Linked DNA regions of Triticum aestivum: region 2 is linked to region 1. The links are chromatin contacts, called in public Hi-C maps. All regions are on one chromosome and are shown on one strand. The core of a region is the stretch at or near the end of the contact, and the rest is flanking DNA. Distances in the headings are between cores, read along the strand shown.

The links. A called contact is a pair of places that touch in the nucleus more often than the background predicts.
Region 2: a Hi-C map of leaf shows a contact between it and region 1, with 7 times the contacts expected there. The contact joins the promoter of LOC123190056 here to the promoter of LOC780567 in region 1. A contact is called at or near these places in 3 of 5 Hi-C or Micro-C datasets (all in leaf).

Annotation. Positions count from the first base shown.
Region 1 is chr2A:663,295,990-663,299,724 of IWGSC CS RefSeq v2.1, forward strand. LOC780567 (DNA-binding protein MNB1B) reads right to left here and starts at 1,918. Exons shown (of 7, transcript XM_044602617.1): 1 at 1,682-1,918; 2 at 1,464-1,547; 3 at 1,328-1,385; 4 at 1,162-1,206; 5 at 585-647; 6 at 409-480; 7 at 26-315. The coding sequence starts at 1,710. The coding sequence ends at 301.
Region 2 is chr2A:663,531,854-663,535,588 of IWGSC CS RefSeq v2.1, forward strand. LOC123190056 (protein RKD5) reads left to right here and starts at 1,753. Exons shown (of 5, transcript XM_044602619.1): 1 at 1,753-1,898; 2 at 2,032-2,308; 3 at 2,438-2,637. The coding sequence starts at 1,820.

The DNA of each region.
Region 1 (3,735 bases), core at 668-3,167:
AGGACCATCAGAAGCAATAAGAAAGTGAAAGGAGAACACAAGACATAACGCGATTAATAGCAAGCCAACATAATGACTGTTTCCACATGCTGTGGAAGTCCAAGAAAGAAAAGCAGTCAAGGGTTTTAAGCTTTTCTTCGCTAATAGTCAAACAGAGACATCTCTAGCATGCCACAGCCCAGGAGTACGCATCTAAACATTCTCCTTACATAACATTACATAATGAGGACATCGACATGGCAAGCTAAACCCTAAGCAGCAAACGCTGATTTGCACCACTGCTGTTCCCTCATCTACTATTTACTCCTCGTCCTCCTGTGATAAGACAGCCAAACATATGTTAGCAACAAGTAAATTCCATCAGCACTGCAATGTATGCCACCTAAAGCGATGCATAAATTTATATACCTCGCCATCATCCTCAACGTCAGAACCTTCTTCGTCAGCGTCAGTCTTGGCCTTCTTGGAGCTAGTGCTCTCCTGATAAAAATGGAAAACAACATTATTACCCCAAAACTGATATTACTTGAATGCATAGTAGCATAAGCTTTACGTCACAAGATTCATGGCAGCGATAACACTACCTTCTTGTTCACCGCCTTGCTTGCTGGGGCATCTGCCTTCTTGCCGCCATACTTTGCCTTCTCCTAAACAAGGCATGCATTAACCAGTTAGGATCAAATAATTCATCTTTCCTTCACCAAACAGACGCTAAAGTTATTAAACAGCTCAGCAAGACAGTGGCAGATAAGGGGTAACATATTTCTGTTTTCCTTTTGCTAACCTTGCGTGAAATATTTTAGAACGCCAGAACATTGTAACGGAGACTGACGGCATTATCAGTTAAGGGTAACAGAGCACAGCTCGGGTGTTATTTTGGTAAGTTGCATCAAATATAACGGCACTGGACAGGTATCCACCAACATTATTAATTACACAAGCACCGCAAAAATCATATAAACATCATCCATATTCTAACAAACTGGCATTGTAACGGAGACTCGCTGTGTTATCATCTTGGGGCAACGGACTGCAAATTAGTTGTTTAACGCAACAGGTACGACAACCTAGTAGTATTTTGGCAAGTTGTGGCAAGTATAACGGCACCGGAGCAACTTTCCACAATATAAATTGCATAAGTAGCGCAAAAACCAGACAAACCTCATCCGACATGCTGCGCCACTTCTCCCCAGCCGCCTTGGTGACCTAAAAGGAGAGAAAAACAAGCAGCACATGCACACACTTATGAGCCATGGGCAATGGAAACGAAACCCTAGATGCAAAACCCTAAAAGCAAAACCCTATGGCAGGAGGGTGGGAGACTCACGGCCGCGACGCCCTTTGCCTCGGGGTGCTTCTCCATGTACTGTGGCCTGAACTCAGCCCTGCGGCCGAAGTTTCGAAAATTATTAGAGTACGGAGACGAATAGATCTGGGGGAGGAGGCGGGGAGGGAGGGCTTACAGGAAGGCGAAGAAGGGGGTGGGGGCGCGCTTCGGCTTGGCGACGCCGCCGGTGGCCGTCTTGTTCTTGCCGGAGGCCTTGAACCTGCAGCGCAGCACCACGGAATCATCAGCGGAAAAGGAGACCAAGTTAGTCGGTACGACCGAAAGCCATGAACGTTAACCCCGCAGGAAGAGGAGGCGGGGGAGCGGGAGCGGGAGCGGGAGCGGGTGACTTACGCGGTGTCTCCGTTGGCCTTGGACCTCATGGCGGCGGAGCGGGCGAGCGGTTAGGGCTTTGGGGAGGGTGAGGGCGAGGGCGTCGGTGCGGAACTGCTGCGGAGTGGGGAGCGGAGGGAATGGGACGGGGAAGGACAACGAAAGGGGGAGAATGCGACGTGTGGGCGTGGAGTGGCCGCGTTGCGGGGTGGTCATCGGTTTGCGATCGGTGGAAACCTGGGCACTGGGCCGAGAGAAACTGGACCGGCTCTGCACAGTTGCAAGGGTTCCAAGATTTCGTTCCGAGTAGCGATAATGGTTATAGTAGATGGCAATGGTATTCCGGCCCATCAGGATTTAAGTCCTCGTGCTTGCATTTATCTTAAATCTATTTCATGATTTTCGGTGATACGTGTTCAATGAAAGAAGAGGTTCTCGTCGACTACGAGGCGTTACGGTGACTTCTTAAAATCTCAAGATGATATATCGGCTCAGTCTCTCGGATATGCTCATAGGGTGTGGGTGTGTGCGTTCATAGGAGTGAGTGCATGCGCATATATATGAGCGCTTGTATCCGTACTGATCTTCAAAAAAAGATTTTGTCCCGAGTAGGAGCAGCCCGGCGCAAATTTTGCCGCTCTGGCCGAGCTGGCTGGCTATCTTGCCTTAAAAAACTGTTTTTTTAATAAAAAATTGACTGGCTGTGGGTACCCTCCCATGTATTGTAGGCCTTGCCCACCGAGCTCGGAGACACGGCCGGCCACGATGTTGGCGGTGGAAGCGAGCGAGGTGGAGTGGAGGCACCGGTGATGAACCGGATATGACTAAGTTAGGGTTAGGGATGCTTGTGGAGGAGGGAGTTTAGAGGGAACGTTGGGGGAGGTGGGGACGGACCATCAACGACGACGACTAGGACATGGCGATAAAGTGAGTTGGCATGGCATCGACACCAGTCGCGGGTGGCGGGAGACGATGGTTAGCAGCAATGCCGGTCGGTGGGTCTTACGGCAGGCGTGAGCTCTGATGCTAGAGGGGTTGAGGAGCTCAAGTGGCGAACAGGTGCGGCGGTGTCCAATTGCATACTATGGCGGGAAATATGGGCACCCTAGCCTCGCCGCCAACTTACGAGGTGAGCAGATTTACGAATGGAGGGAGTAGAGCCATAATTAGATCTTTGTTTATAGTGTGGGCCCGCCTTTTGACATGGCATGCTAGATAATCTCAAACTACGGGTCTTCATTCTCCTGACACTGACGGGTTTGTAAATGGTTATACTATGCAAATTGGGTTATGAGCAACTCGGCTGTGCTGTGTCGTAACTCGAGGACGCGCAATGGTATGCCGAGGAGGTGGCCCAAAAGGTATCATAATCGGGATGTGCATGGACGACCACATGTTGAGGAAGGAGGTGGTGGTCCCATAGTTTCATGGATTTGGGGTATTGTCCTGGTGACGTCTGGCCAACGAGATTGACTATCGACATGTGGAGCTTAGCAAATGACACATTTTCTCATGTAGCACGTGATACTTAGTGATCCGGGAACGGAACAGAAGTACCCCGCACATATTTCCCCAAAGAGGTGACCTTGGATTATTGAACCCGCGAGAAGAAGGTTCCCTTGAAGCGATGGTCTCTAGCAAGCTTCTGTGAAAGAAATAATTCTAGCTTTTGACCAGATCAATCAAACTAATTGTGATGAAACACTTATAATAAAAATAGGTACTGGTATGAGGTCTTTACAACCATGTATTTGTGTTGGGACCAAATATGATCTTAATTTGTGCACTGGAAGTCACCTATCGAGATGTGCTTGTTACGAACCGAAGTGAGGGATGTGTCCAAATAACATCTTGACCGGCTCGAGTCCTGCATCAAGAATCAATTGTCCAACCGAAGGCCCTATTCGTCGCGCGGGGTTGCCTCGATAATTAAGATTATTCTAATCAGATTAGAGCTTTGGGCATTTAATGACTACATCTCATGAATCCTCAAGGATTGGATCTATGTTACCATACTAAACCCTTTTGTCACTAGTGTTCAAAATAACACTTCACGTTCTCCCTACCCTTAGCCT
Region 2 (3,735 bases), core at 503-3,002, 240 kb after region 1:
ATTTTGTATGTAGTAGATTCTGGTGAATAATGTCTTTGTCTCAAACTATGTCCGATGAAACATGCCATCAATATTTGTTGCTCGATCTTGATCTACGTTGTTGCATGCATTGTATGGAATTAGGTATTCGGTAGGGGGATTGCGGTTGTAGACAATGGGGAATGAGGACTGTCCAATCACTGTCAGCGAGTGCGTCCGGACGCTTCCGCAGGCATATAGAGGCTTGGATTAGCTAATCGTGATTGTAGATGCTCTAAGTCACTATGGTGCACCACTTATACATAATTTCAAGCAATAATATAGTCCTTCCGCTTTAAAATATAGTTTTTCTTAGGGTATTTTTCCAAGTCAAACCATGTAAACATTGCTTAAGATTATAGAAAAAAAACATCAACATATAAGATACTATCTCCGTTTCAAAATATAAGACATTTTTGTAGGCTAAAGTCAATCTAATGCCATTAGAATTCGTCACGAAGTATATTTTCATATGGTATGTATTTGGTATTCTAGATATAGATAATTTTCATGATAAATTATCAAAGTTTATAAATTTTGACTGGCATTAAAACCAATGCACACTATATTATGGGACGGAGGGAGCACCTTTTTTTATAGGGTCAATATTTGGTCAGGTTCCACTATTTTACCGGATAACGGAGGAAAAATGTATTAAACAAAAGTATATTCCATAACCTCTGGTATAGACTCTCGAACATAATAAAACACGCTTGAATACAAATCACACACGAGAAAATGTAAATAAAAACCGGGTAAAATCAGGCAACCAAAAGGTAAAATGCCGCTACAGTGCTGGTAATATGCACCTACGGTCTCCGCTCCTTTTGGCAATGTTGGGGCAGAAATAGGGTTTGGGCTCGTCCCGTCCCACAACACACCTGACCGAAGGAGCGGCCGTCCTCCGGTGTGTACCCCTCCCCTTCTCGTGAAAGGCTCCCCTGTCTCGGTTTCTCTCTCTTGGCGCTGTTTGGCAAACGTGGACACCCCGCCGGTGGGTGTTTGTGCGGCAGCCATCTGTAACGGACGAACGGACGGACGGACCCCCGCCCGCCCGCGCCCGGCTTCCCTCCTGCTCCTGCATGTCGCGTGCGCTTTATGCCGTCGTCTCTCTCCCCCCGCGTCCCCCGATGACCCGCTGCCGCTGAGCTGACATGACCACACGGTCACACTAGACCCACCCTACTTTCCGCGTGAGACCGGCCGAGCATCCGCCAAAAAAGTCCAAGCGCCCAGAGGCCGTTGCGAGGGCCGGCGTCACCGAGGCCACAGCGTGCAGCTGGATTTTTTCACCCACTCATTCATCAATCATCATTCACTCACACGGCAAAAAACACATGTAGTTTTTCGGTAGCAAACAACTCCTTTTATTTATCTTAATGACAAGTCTTTTCGGCGGAGGGAGTAACACAAACTGGCTTCTTTTTTTGTTTGTTTATTCCTTGTTGAGCGGGACCCACACCACAGCGCCCGGAAATAGCCAGGAGGGTTTATGGGCTGTGACAGCACATTGGGGAGGAGGGTTTAAACCCACACTGACTTCTTCTTCATTTTTTTCTTAAAATAAATAAAAGAAAAACATGCAAAATGCATCCAAAAACCGTAGCATCAGCGCATTTCGCCGGGGGGCCCTCGCCTCCCCTCCCTCCGTTCCGCCCAGGTTTGGAAATAACAACAAGAAACAAAACCCCTTCAGTTTCCCTTCTCCCAGACCCCCAACCCCCAGCCCCCGCCCCGCCCCGCCCCCAGCCAGCCGACCCCGACCCCGACCCCGAGCTCGCCCCCCAGATCCTCCCGGCCCATGGAAGCCCCCGCCGCCGCTGCCGCCGCCGCCTCCACCCTCTCCGCGCTCGCCGTCTTCGTCAGCACCGTTGACCGCGGTCGGCCCACGCCCCCACTCTCCCTCTCAATCGTTTTATTTTCCACCTCTTCTCCTCCGCCTCCTCGCGGGCTGTGGCGGCGCGCGACGTTTGTGAGTGTGTCCGTGTGTGTGACATTCCTCTGCCCATGCAGGTGCCGTGAGGAGCGCGCACGGCTACCGGGTCGCCGGCAAGGGAGGGGGCTGCGGCTGGGAGAGGTGGGTGGAGCGGGAGTTCGCCTTCACCCCCACCTTGGCCCGCGAGGTCCCGCTCCCCGCCGACGCGCTGCGCCTGCTCCCGGCGGATTGGCGCGGCCGCCCCGTCTACCGCGAGGGCCAGATTGCCGGGCCCTGGCGCTGCATCCTGGCATTCGATTTCGTCGCCGCCGTCGCCCCGCCGCCCGTGCCGCCGCCCGTGCTCTGCCCCTTCAGGTACGATCACGCGCAGCTCAATGCGGCGCCGATTCCTCGATGTCCACAAGTTTCCGCTTCTTCCCCCAACCTAATGTGCGAGTGCCATTGCCACTGAATGCTGAAAACTTCGTTTATTTTCCTTTTCAGGAACCCGAGGCTCATGTGTGTGCCTTCCCTGTACAACGACCTGACAAAGGTGTTCCAGTTTCAGAAAGTTGAAGAAAAGGTTCCAGGGCTCGTTCAGTGCGATTCAGATGAGAAATTGACCACTTCGGATGCAAAGGACAGAGTTTCTGTTAAGCAAGAGGCGGGGTCTGATACCGATGAGCCACCCCAATTTGGTGAAGGTGACTGCGTCTCTTCCACTGTGGTTTCGAAATCTATCAAATGTAAACCAAAATCTGGTACTTGTGCAAGAGTTTTTAATTAACGCTGCCGTTAGTGTGAAGTGGATGTTCCACCAGGGGTTTAGGGGTTTGGGCAATGCCAAATTGAGAGGAAGATCTCTATTTAGTGAATGGGTCAGACTGGTAGAGCAGAGTTAGGAATATGGCATATGATCTTTGTGTAAGACCCATGCATCCTATCCTCCTAGCATGACAATGGGCGGACTAGATAGCTACCCCTTCCCTGAAAAAGCAATACATTGGGCTATCTCCTGATTAATCTATCTATTAGTATGTTCTTATATAACGATAGTGGAGCAACGCCTTAGATTTATCAATCAGAGAATATTGGCTGAGGTTTATAGAAACTTGACAAGCCATGATTGAACAGCTTTGGTTACCACCCAAAAATAAGAGTCCTGATTGAATTGGAATAGGAAATCATCATGGAACAAGTAAACCAACAAAGAGAATAAAATTATCCAATCGCAGAGCTCAGCAAATCGATCGGAGAACTAGAGTAAGAAGGGCTTCCGGTGCTTGTAAATGAACAGCGAGATAAATTGGGAGATGTCAATAAAATTTCCAAAAGGAAGGAAGTGAAGGCAGAGGGTCACTATATTGCAAGCTAAATCATAGAAATAAACGAATGACTCATGACAAGATCAATACGAGCCACGTGAAGGGTCCCCTTCATTGGTAGCATCCAGTTGGAGCTGGCTTATAGTACAACAAAATCAGATAAAATGGGAGCTTGGTAAATGTGTGTTCTCTTAGTTAAAGAAATCCTTAATAACTAAAGAAGATTTGAGTAATAAATTTTGATAACCTAAGAAATAGTATAGTAGTGTCAGAATCATAAAAAACTTCAATCAAGTTTTCTCAAAATGTGTTTCAATACAATTAGCTTATTTGGAATGTTTGGATGTCAAATACAGTCACATGAAGGAGGAAAAGAGAAAGAGAGAAGATTAATCTGTTGATAAGAATAAAACATAATGTCGGACATGTGAACCGTACATGGATCAACCGCACAATACAAGGGACACCACACCAGTT